Linked DNA regions of Sus scrofa: region 2 is linked to region 1. A link is a contact called in public promoter capture Hi-C data. All regions are on one chromosome and are shown on one strand. The core of a region is the stretch at or near the end of the contact, and the rest is flanking DNA. Distances in the headings are between cores, read along the strand shown.

The links. Promoter capture Hi-C pulls out the DNA fragments that hold promoters and counts their contacts.
Region 2: a contact with region 1 is called in a promoter capture Hi-C map of fetal skeletal muscle, with 4 times the contacts expected there. The contact joins the promoter of PRR16 here to the promoter of HSD17B4 in region 1. A contact is called at or near these places in 2 of 5 promoter capture datasets (fetal skeletal muscle and liver) and 7 of 47 Hi-C or Micro-C datasets (embryonic fibroblasts, epiblast stem cells, fetal skeletal muscle and 4 more).

Annotation. Positions count from the first base shown.
Region 1 is chr2:123,311,179-123,316,050 of Sscrofa11.1, reverse strand. HSD17B4 (hydroxysteroid 17-beta dehydrogenase 4) reads right to left here and starts at 2,568. Exons shown (of 24, transcript NM_214306.1): 1 at 2,442-2,568. The coding sequence starts at 2,499.
Region 2 is chr2:124,195,350-124,200,744 of Sscrofa11.1, reverse strand. PRR16 (protein Largen) reads right to left here and starts at 1,370. Exons shown (of 3, transcript XM_021084676.1): 1 at 853-1,370. The coding sequence starts at 1,011.

The sequences.
Region 1 (4,872 bases), core at 1,319-3,818:
GCCAAAATGAACAAAAAGTTAAATCCAAGAGCCTCTATTTTATCTTAATCCTCTTTTAGGTCCTATCTTAACTTCCTCTCACATCCAAATTCATTGTCAATCATCCTCTCTCTCCAATTTCCCTTTTGGCCTTTTAGCACTGTCAAATCTCAGCTGATTCTTTTCTCAAGCTGTTTGTTCAGTGCTCTCGCAGTGGACTTCTCTCTCCTTCAACTTAACAGAGCCTCAGAGACTAGCTCCCTGGACTACTTCATTTTCTAGCTTTACCAGAAGTCAAAGGACCTCAAAGCCTCTCCCGACTTTAGAATCTGCAACTACTCACACACTTCTCAAAATCTCCAGACCTACAAGCTGCTATTTTATAACCATCTCCAATTCATAATGGCCAGACTTCCTTCTTCCATTGCCCAACTCCACCACTCTCACCCAGTTACTTCCCCAGCAACGCTACAGTCAGCTAACAAATCAAATTCCCAATATACCACCAATTAGGGCAAAATTGTTTTCGTGAAGCCTAGACCATTCTTAACTCCTTATGGGTCTTCCATTAAACTATTCAAAATTACAAGCTAAACAACAGCACCTGAATACTGCAAAGATATTTCTGTTCATCTCTAAAATAAGAGTGGTTTGGAGGTGGACTACTTCCCAGACTCAGACCCAGGACAAGCAGGCAGGGAGGCTCTCATGGACATTCTCCTGGGATGTTCAGCAATGCCTCAGTTCTAGGTAGGTATTCTCAAATCACAACTGTAAGACCTCAAGGACAACAGCCTTTGTCCTGAATTAGATTGGAATTAGATCTCAATCTCTCATAAATGATGGCCTAGTGTGGACCTTACAACAGTCTCAAATTTACCACAAAATTATATTCCACCCTCAGATAGTATTCAAGTCTAATGGCCAGTAATTGTACCATAATCCAGGCTCTTTAAAATACAAATCTGTTTATGAACAGGAGATGCTAAATTCATAACTGTCAAGCCACAACTCATTAATACTTCACAAAATCAATTTAGTGGACTGCAATCTGTATTTCTCAATGAAAGAAGCAGAAAAGTTCAAAGTGCACTGCATTTACTATGCACCACGTCATGAATTTCTTTCAAATATAGATGGCGGGGTGTGCACACACACACCAGGTCTTGGTGTAAAATGTATTTCATAGTGTGGATCACTCACTGTCAAAAGAGATTTAAAACAGGAGACACATTCCTTATTTCCATTCCGTCAAAGTGTAAACAAAATGTTTTTCCAAAACGGATCATTTTAGAATGAATGATCATTTTAGAATGAAGTATTTAGCTACAGGTACAAAATACTTGGCTACCAACTAATACTAAAGACATTTTTCTGAACAGAAGCATAAGAATTTACTTTATTAATGGAGATGTGAAGGTACAAATGAATTAACTGACAGAATTCCATTGTTTGTGATTTTTAACATACAATTCAAATTAATTCTTCATTAAATCCATAAGGCACTACCAGTGGGGGATCAATTAAGACCAAGATCCCTGCACTTGGAGGTCGGAGAGGTCGTGTATTGGTGGTAAAAATAGAAAACCTCAACGCAAAGCATTCGCGTGGGTATGACTGGTTTGTTTTAATTCTGTCCTTTAAAAATAGGGTTATTTCTCATAACAAATCACCATTTTGCTTCGGAAGTACAGGAAGATCTGGCCCATGTCAAAAAGGCCTCTGCTCCTCAGCTCCTGCTGTCCCCATGACACTCTCAATTACGTCCTTTATCAGGCACTGAGTTCACAACCCACGCCAAGACTCCAGTGGACTAGTCAATATGGTGCTTGGCTTGATATACATACAAAGTCCAACCAGGAGGAATCCAATCAGATTTTTTTTTTTTTCTTTTTAAGGAAGGCCCTCTAAAGAACTTAAAATCATCCAACAAAGGGAAGGATGAGTGACTTTTTAAAAGCAAGGGACTGACATATCTGCTACACCGGGGGTGACTGCAGCTCCCAGACGGCTTTTCCACCACATTTAAAAGACTTAAAGCGGCCTAGATAGTCTACTGGCAGGAAGAGTCCCAATGGATACTCACGGATGAGCTCCTGAAAGACCTTTCACCTAGTTCTGCAACCCGCAGCCCAACGAAGCCTCTCTCCTCAGGCAAGATCCTAAACCCTGAGAAGTCCACACGGGTGGGGGCTGCACCAGGAGTTTCTGGCTCTCCACTCAAGACTGGCCAGCCCCACCTCCCCCGCCTCAGCAGATTCGGCGTCGGGAGGACAGTCGTTGTCCGTCCTCCCACCACCCCCAGGGGATCCAGCCGCTCACTCCGCTAGCTGCCCCGCCACCGCTGTCCGCAGTCCCGACGCTGAGACCGCAGCCACCGCTGCGAGAGCAGCGGGACCGAAAAGGAGTGCTCCGGGATAGGAGCGACCCGGACGTCAGCCTTCCAACCTTTGCATGCCTACCTCCCCCGGCACCGGTGACCAGCACCACACGCCCGTAGAAGTTCAACATCGAGGCCATAAGTCCGGCCTGCAGAAGAACCAGCACAGCTCACACTGCCGGACAGGGAAAACCTGAGGCGAGGAGGAGCGGCGCCGAAGGCATTAACCGGCCAGTTTCTGGGTAAGAGAGTGACGTAGTATTTTTCCAAGTGCGCCTGCGCGGCCAATCCCTTGGAACTCTGGGAAATGTAGTCCACCGTGCCTCCAGGCGCTGCTGGACCCTGCCCAGGAGGCTTGGGTTGAAAGGGCTAGTTCTGCTGCGGAAGTAAAGGGAGCTGATGGGACCTTTGTGGTAAAATGGCTGACTGGGCCGACCTTGTATTTATCCATTCACCCGTCCCTTTGTCATTCACTCAACAAGCGTTTTCTGGATCTTGGCGAGGATGCAGCCCCTATCCTTAAGTAGCTTTCAAAAATAGCTCCTGAGAAGTAGAGGTACTCTGACCAATGGGTAAAAGATTTCTCAGAATGGACCTCTGGGAACTGTCAAAAATGCAAAGTACTGAGCCCCCACGCTGACATCCCAAATGGAATTGATTGACTCTACCGGTCCTGGAGTCTGAGACTGGCCAAGACCGCTTGTTTCTGCCAGGAAGGTTTTCTTTTTCCACTTGGCTTCACACAGCCAATAATGAAATCGATGTTGAAACTGGAACAGCACGAGCTTTATTTAATCACCAAAGAATGGAGAAGCGGAAACTTAGGTCACAAATCAATTTCTAAACCCAATTCAGATGGAGACACCACACATGTAGGACGATGGAGATAAAAGGGAGGTAATTAGGAAAAGTGGGAGGAATACTCAGTCATGACTTAACCAAGAACATCGATGTACTTCGGATCCAGAACTGAAAGAACACTCCTCCGTAGTCTTCGTAGTCTTCGTATGGGCCTTTCCCATTGTTGCTGTGGTAATTGTCAAGGGACAAAGCACTGGTAGGTGTCATTTAGTGTGCTAATCTATTGCAATGAATGTATAATGAGGCTAAAAGTCTACTGGAAGTCAAATGTTCTCTGGCACCTGGTTTGTTCTAACCTGTACTTGTTTTTCTCTTTGCAGCTTCCTCCTGAAACTTAGACTAGAGCAACTGGTTTCCATTCAAGGAAGGGGAAGGGGTATGATTCTGGGGCAATAGTCTTGGCCACAAAATATCAAGGGACAAAAAAAAAAAAAAAAAATGTCCAGGGGTGATTCTAAATAACTTTTGCTTTTGGGGGTTGAATATAGTCATATTATTAAGCACCTAGGGGTAGTAAGCACAAGTTTACAGATGAAAAATAAGGTGTCCCTGAGCTATTCAAAATTAGGTGGTATAACTTTACCTACAGTACAGCATGCTAAGACTTGTGCCGAAATAAACAAACCCTTTCCCTTCCGGTGAGAAAAGGGGAAAACTTTCCAAAGGAGATGACAGACTTAAGAAGTGTGCTTTGCAAATAGAGGATATTATAGGTAATAGAAGTAGAAGTACTAGCTTGACAGAGGTGGAGGTAAGTTCACGAAAGTAAGCAGAATCAGTCAGATCACATTTAGGTGTTTAAATTTTGAGCTTAAAACATGTTAAGCAAGATTACTCCAGAGAAATGTTTACATCATGAAAAGGTCATTTTGCCCCACTACTGAGAATTGACTGGAGGTGAACAGAGAGAACAGATAGACACCTATTGGAGAAAACTGTAGAGACCAAAAGTAATGCAGAGGAAATATGGAAGGAGGGGGCAGTAATACAGAGGTATATTTGGAAATGGAGTTAATAGGTCTTTTTTTTTTTTTTTTTTTTTGGCTTTTTGTCTTTTTTTGTTGTTGTTGTTGTTGCTATTTCTTGGGCCGCTCCCGCGGCGTATGGAGGTTCCCAGGCTAGGGGTTGAATCGGAGCTGGAGCCACCGGCCTACGCCAGAGCCACAGCAACGCGGGATCCGAGCCGAGTTTGCAACCTACACCACAGCTCACGGCAACGCCGGATCGTCAACCCACTGAGCAAGGGCAGGGACCGAACCCGCAACCCCATGGTTACTAGTCGGATTCGTCAATCACTGCGCCACGAAGGGAACTCCTAATAGGTCTTTTTGATTAATTGGACATGGATGTGAGACAAGAACGACTGGAATAACCTCCATACTTCCAGCTTGAGTATCTAGGGTAGGGTGGGCCATTCATCAAAATAAGGAATAGTGGTAGACGATCAGCTTTTGGAGGGAATTTTGCTCTGGGCCAATTGTCTATGGGAAGAGAAGCAAGGCAATGGCTGGAGAAGTCCAGCAGACAGTTAAGGTTCTAGAGCTCTGAGAGTTTAGTCTCACCTCTCAGGCGCAGCAAGAACGATCTCTGAGTAACTCAAGGCCAAACCTCCAGGAGTAGTCATGTCACTGAAAGCTCTCCCCTATACCAGT
Region 2 (5,395 bases), core at 121-2,620, 890 kb before region 1:
AGGACGTAAGTGGCAAGACACCGATGCAGGCACACTACACACACACACACACACACACACACACGCACTCACCAAAGCGCCCTGCGCCCCAGGTTCCATGCCAACTGGCAACAAGACAGGAGGATGGAAGGAGGTGAGGTGGCGGGAAGGCCCGTTACAGAGAGCGACAATCCGAGGAGAGCAAGGGACGTCTGAGGAACTGCAAAAGTGAGAAAGTCCCAGACCCCTTCCACAGCCCCAAGTCTGGGCTCTCCTGCCAGCAGCCCCGAGTCGCCTTTTCTCCAGCAGGGCTCGGGAAGCCGAGAGAGAGAGGAGCTGGAGCCGAGCTTCTCCCAGGCCGTCCTCCCGGGCCTGGCCCGGGGCCCGGAACCCTGCCCCACTTCAGCCCCGGCTTGGGGAGGCTGCCAGGCAAGGAGCGACTTGCCAAAGGACTCCAGGGGAGCAGGAGGGCAAGAGAGGCGCATCTTGCACACTCTCTGTCCGGCTGCTGCTTTCTTTCTCTGTCGACACACCCCCGGTTAAGCCCTTTCCCCAGGCACACACACACACACACACACACACACGCAGCTAAAGAGACAGGCGGGTTCACCCCTCCCACCACCTCAAGTCTATCGATTAAAACACTAGTTGATTTCTTCCTGATTTAAAAAAAAAAAAAAAAAAAAAAAAAGTGCAACAACTCTTCAGAGTCGCCCAAGCAAAGAAAAGTCCGTCTGCAGGGATCCTTCTATAGTTTCCTAGGAGTTAGGAAATCTGGCTGTTGCCAGTGAAAACGGGACCGGGAACGCCGAGGGGTGGGGGTGGAGGGAGGTGAGAGGCGACGAACTCCTTCCCCACCCCTGAGACTCTCACCTCCTTAAGTTCCTTGGCCACGTCCTTCAGGTCGCCCAGGACTAATTCCAGATCCTCCACGATGATCTTGATTTGTTCCTTCACCTTGGTCTTGGAGGCTGCCGGCGGTCCCTCGGCTGGAGAGGACGAGGCGGGGGTCCCTTTGGACTTGGCTGACATTCTTTGGGGGCAAGCGAGGCAGGTCAGCACAGGCGGGCGAGCGGAGGCTGCTGCGCGCCCCGGTCCCTGGCGCCGCTGCGGCCGCTGCCGCCCCAATCCCCCCACATCTTGGACGCTCTTCGGGCAGCGGAGGGTGGCTGCGCTCGGCGCTGGGCCGGGCGGCCGCACTGTGGTGCTGCCATCAACTCCCCAAGACGCGGCGTTCGGCGCGGGGCTGCAGACGGGCGAACAGCGCGCCTGCGCCTCCTCCCGCCGCTCTCGCGCGCACACACGCACTCGCTCCCCGCCCGCGGAGAGGGGCGCGGGACCGCCTTTACCAGGGCTGTCAGCAGCAGTCTCGGCGGCATGTGCCTCCGGAATCTCTCCCAGAACACCTGGGCATCAAGGAGCTGGGAGACAAATTCGTGTCCTGCCCACCCCCTCGTCTAGATCCTGAAATGCCCTCATTGCAACCTGCTGGAGGTCTTCTCACATCTAGCTTGGATTCCTTCCGCTTCCCCCTCCCAGCAGAGACCTGGATCCCCACCAGCTTCCTAATCATAAGCAGTAGGATCAGATTAGGGTTGTTAAAGCGACCCTAAATTTTTATCCAGGACCAAAGTATGTCGTGAAGGCCTCCAGGTGTTCTCCTACTCACCTAGGAGTTAAACGCAGGTGTTCTTAACTTGTGCAGGAAAAAAAGAAAAAAAAAAAAAGTGGATTAAAAGCGACCCCTCACCCCCTGGAGTCATATCTAACCAATGTTCTTGAAAGAGGTATCTTAAGCAATCCTGCTGATTCCACAAAGCTAATACCGGATTTATTAATTGGAAGTCCTCACACCAAAAATCCCCTGGGAGGCTGTCTGAGTCATCTTGGCTGCACTTAACTGGGACAGCTTTTTTTTTTTTTTTTTTTTTTTTTCCTAGCTGTCCTTCCTCTTTTCATGACCTATGCTGATGTCTGTTTTGGGTACTGGGGGAGATACATTGGATCTCCTCCTGTGAGAGCTGAGTAAAAAGAGTTTGTTTCCAACGTTTTTTTTTTTTTTTGCATCCATTTCAAGTCTTTTGCTGCTAAACAGGAAAAAACTTTCTGACCTTTCTGTCAAAATGACCAAGGGAGGGAAGTTAATAGGAAGCTTTCCGTGGTTTAATTCTCAATAGGTGGCTACGATTCTCATTAGTTAAAGGTTTAATTTTCTTAGTAGCAAATCCATGGGTTATTAGCTACTGACCTGGCAAGCTGGATCTATGTTTTTTCTTTCGGTGCACCCTACTCAAGATCATTATTTTAATAAGCTTCCCATTTGGTCATGCCTTAGCAGGGCTCTCTGCTTCTTGCTTCTCACACCCCAGGTTCCAACATGAAGAAAGTCTTGGCAGTTCTCCTCTTCCTAGTTCCTTAAAGCCCGCATATTCACTTTCTTCATCCTGAATAATTCACCTTGATAAAATCCTTGAAATTCATATTTGAAATATGGATGAAGAAAGAGAAAACAGAAGAAAAACAGCAGTTTAGAACTGGTGTCAAAACAACAGCAACGAAAAATTAGAGGAAAAAGAAAAAAAGGTAGAAAGCAGAGGCTGCTGGAGGAGAATTAAAATAAGAATAAAGGAACCAGTATGCACTAAGCAAATTGAAAAGAGATGAAATCATTAGAAGTATTAAATAAGTAATGTACTTGATTTCTCTAAGGTAGAGGGAATATACATATATTTTAATTCCCCTTGTCTCTGCAGGTTCCTCTCTATTTTATAAAGATGTAAAAGAGAGTTCCCCTTGTGGCTCAGCAGGTTAAAAACACTACTTGGATCCATGAGGATGCTGGTTCGATCCTGCCTCACTCACTGGGCTAAGGATCCAGTGTTGCCATGAACTGTGCTGTAGGTATCAGACGCAGCTCAGGTCCCAAGTTGCTGTGGCTATGATGTAGGTCAACAGCTGCAGCCCGGATTAGACTCCTAGCCTGGAAACTTCCCTATGCTACAGGCGTGGCCCTAAAAGGACAGAATATCAAAATAAAAAAATAAAAAATAAGATGTAAAGATAAAGACAATATAATAAGACTTACAAACTCTCCCCCACTGAAAATTCCTCACATTTAATTATACTCTTATTTCATCTCTGAATAAAGGTAAGTGTTGAGAAGTGGAAGGAGAGGATGTGAAAGAAAAAAAAAAGTACTGCTCCACTATATTTGAGTTTTTGAGTCTCAGTAGTAGGCAAGTGATTGGAGAAGGCTCAAAAACTCAAAAGTATAATGATTTTAGGCAAGAATATTAGAAAAGAGGAAAAGTGATGTTTTTCTTCCAATGATAAAAGACTCCTCTTACAATTATAAGAGTATTTCCATGCTACTCTGAATCTCCTGCACCAAAGATTTAAAAAAATTCTGTTCTACCATATCCATTGCTTCTAATGAGCCAGACTATTCCAGCTCAAAACTGAATCATAATTATTACTCAAAAACATGCTATGCATGTCCACATCACAATTTACTCTTAAATAACGGTTTTCATCTATTTATCTATCTACATACCTATATTTAAATAAAATATGGAGTTAATTGAAAGACAAAAAGTTAAAATTAGCTTCTAAACCCAATCTCAAAAAGCTAGTTGATCCCCAGCAGTGACCCCAGTATCCATCATTAAGCCAATATGTATAAAATAGTCCTGAATAAGAAAATTTTACAAAAAGTGTTAAAGATATTGAGGGAAATCAGACAGAATGAAAGGATACAGTGATACAAGTCATCTATTTTTTTTTTTTTTTTAATCAACCTTGTGGAAAAAGTAGTCACTCCTTTGGCTCATCCTGCACTCTCTCTCTCTGATTAGTATATATGACGTTTTAAAGCCAAACCATGGGGCCCACACAGCAAAAGTGACACCTAATAAAATTTCTTATGGATGTCTTCATAAATCTGTTTATATGCTGGTGCTAGAGGCAAATGGGTACATATACAAACCATATACTTATAAACTTAGACAGAATAACAGTTTGCGGATAGAAAAGTTTTATTTATAGAAGTGATTATGCACCCAGCATTTTATTCCCTCTGTCTGTTTAGACATTTTCTGAGTTTTGCAGCAAAAAGGATTGAGTAATTATAGGAGATCATCTAGTGGTTGTTTGTTCAGTTACAAGCACTTATCAATATTCTCCTGTGTGTATGTGTGCATGTATTTAATTTATTGCATTCAATCTTTAATAACTAACCAACATGAGGAAATGCTATGACACTGACATAATTTTTAATTCACAAGGACCTCAAGAATATTCCCAAAATATTTTGTCCCATTTTGATGGCAACGGCTTTTATCAATACACTACCATAATAATGTACATTCAGTCTCAAAAAAAAAGGATAATGTACATAAAATAACATTGCTCTTAATGGAGACTTTAGTTTTCTTTTTTCCTTTTTTTTTTTTTTTGCATAAACCTATTTTTGTTTGTAAAATCCAGTGAAGTCACTAGAGATATTTGAAAGCATTAAGAAAAGGAAAGAAAGAAAAAAAGAAATGACAACTTTGTTCCTACCAAAATAGTTTTCACTGGCTGAAAAATAGTGGAGAACCACATGGATGTCTAGGAGAGAAAATGTCATTACTGAAATACAACAGAGAAAAATTAGTAACATTCACCATAAATACACTGACTACGAAATATACTGTATATGTCTAGGCAATGATTCTCAAACTCTGGCATGCCTCAGAGCTTGTTAAAACACAGATTTCTGGATCCCACCCAGGGTGTCTGATTTAGTAGGTCTGGGGCAGGATTTGAAATGTAGGCTTCTTTTTAGCCAGAATAAGCCTTAAAGATCATCCAGTCACATTTCTTCATGTTAACAAATGAGAGAAGAGGACCTTGGGGGGTTAAATGGTACCTCCAATCTTCTACATATAGGGAACATACCTTGGGAGCTAGAATCCTGTGTTGACTCAGTCATTTTATAGAGTTGTCTCTTTTTGTCTAGAGAATGTCATGATGGCTATCTACTATAGATGTATAGTGGTAAAAAAAAAATGTGATCTGGAAGTTTAAACACAAAAACCCATTGTAGTATCCTGAATAATTAGAACCATGTCTCTTCCAAAATAGCTGCTCAATAAATACTTGCTAAGGAAATGAATGAATGAATGAATGAATAAAGTGCTTATCTCTGTGTGTTTTGAAACTAATTACTTCAACAAATATTTTTTTAAATGGCTACTCTAGCCAAGAATCTACACTATGAAGTATATGTGCCACTAGATCTAACGGCCCAGCAGGAACAATTAGATTATTCCACCCATGACTCTAATATAAAATTTTACCTCAGAGTTATCTCTTTTTTTCCCTCTTTCCCAATTACAATCATTTTATTTTATTGAACCTACAAAGTCCATGTGTA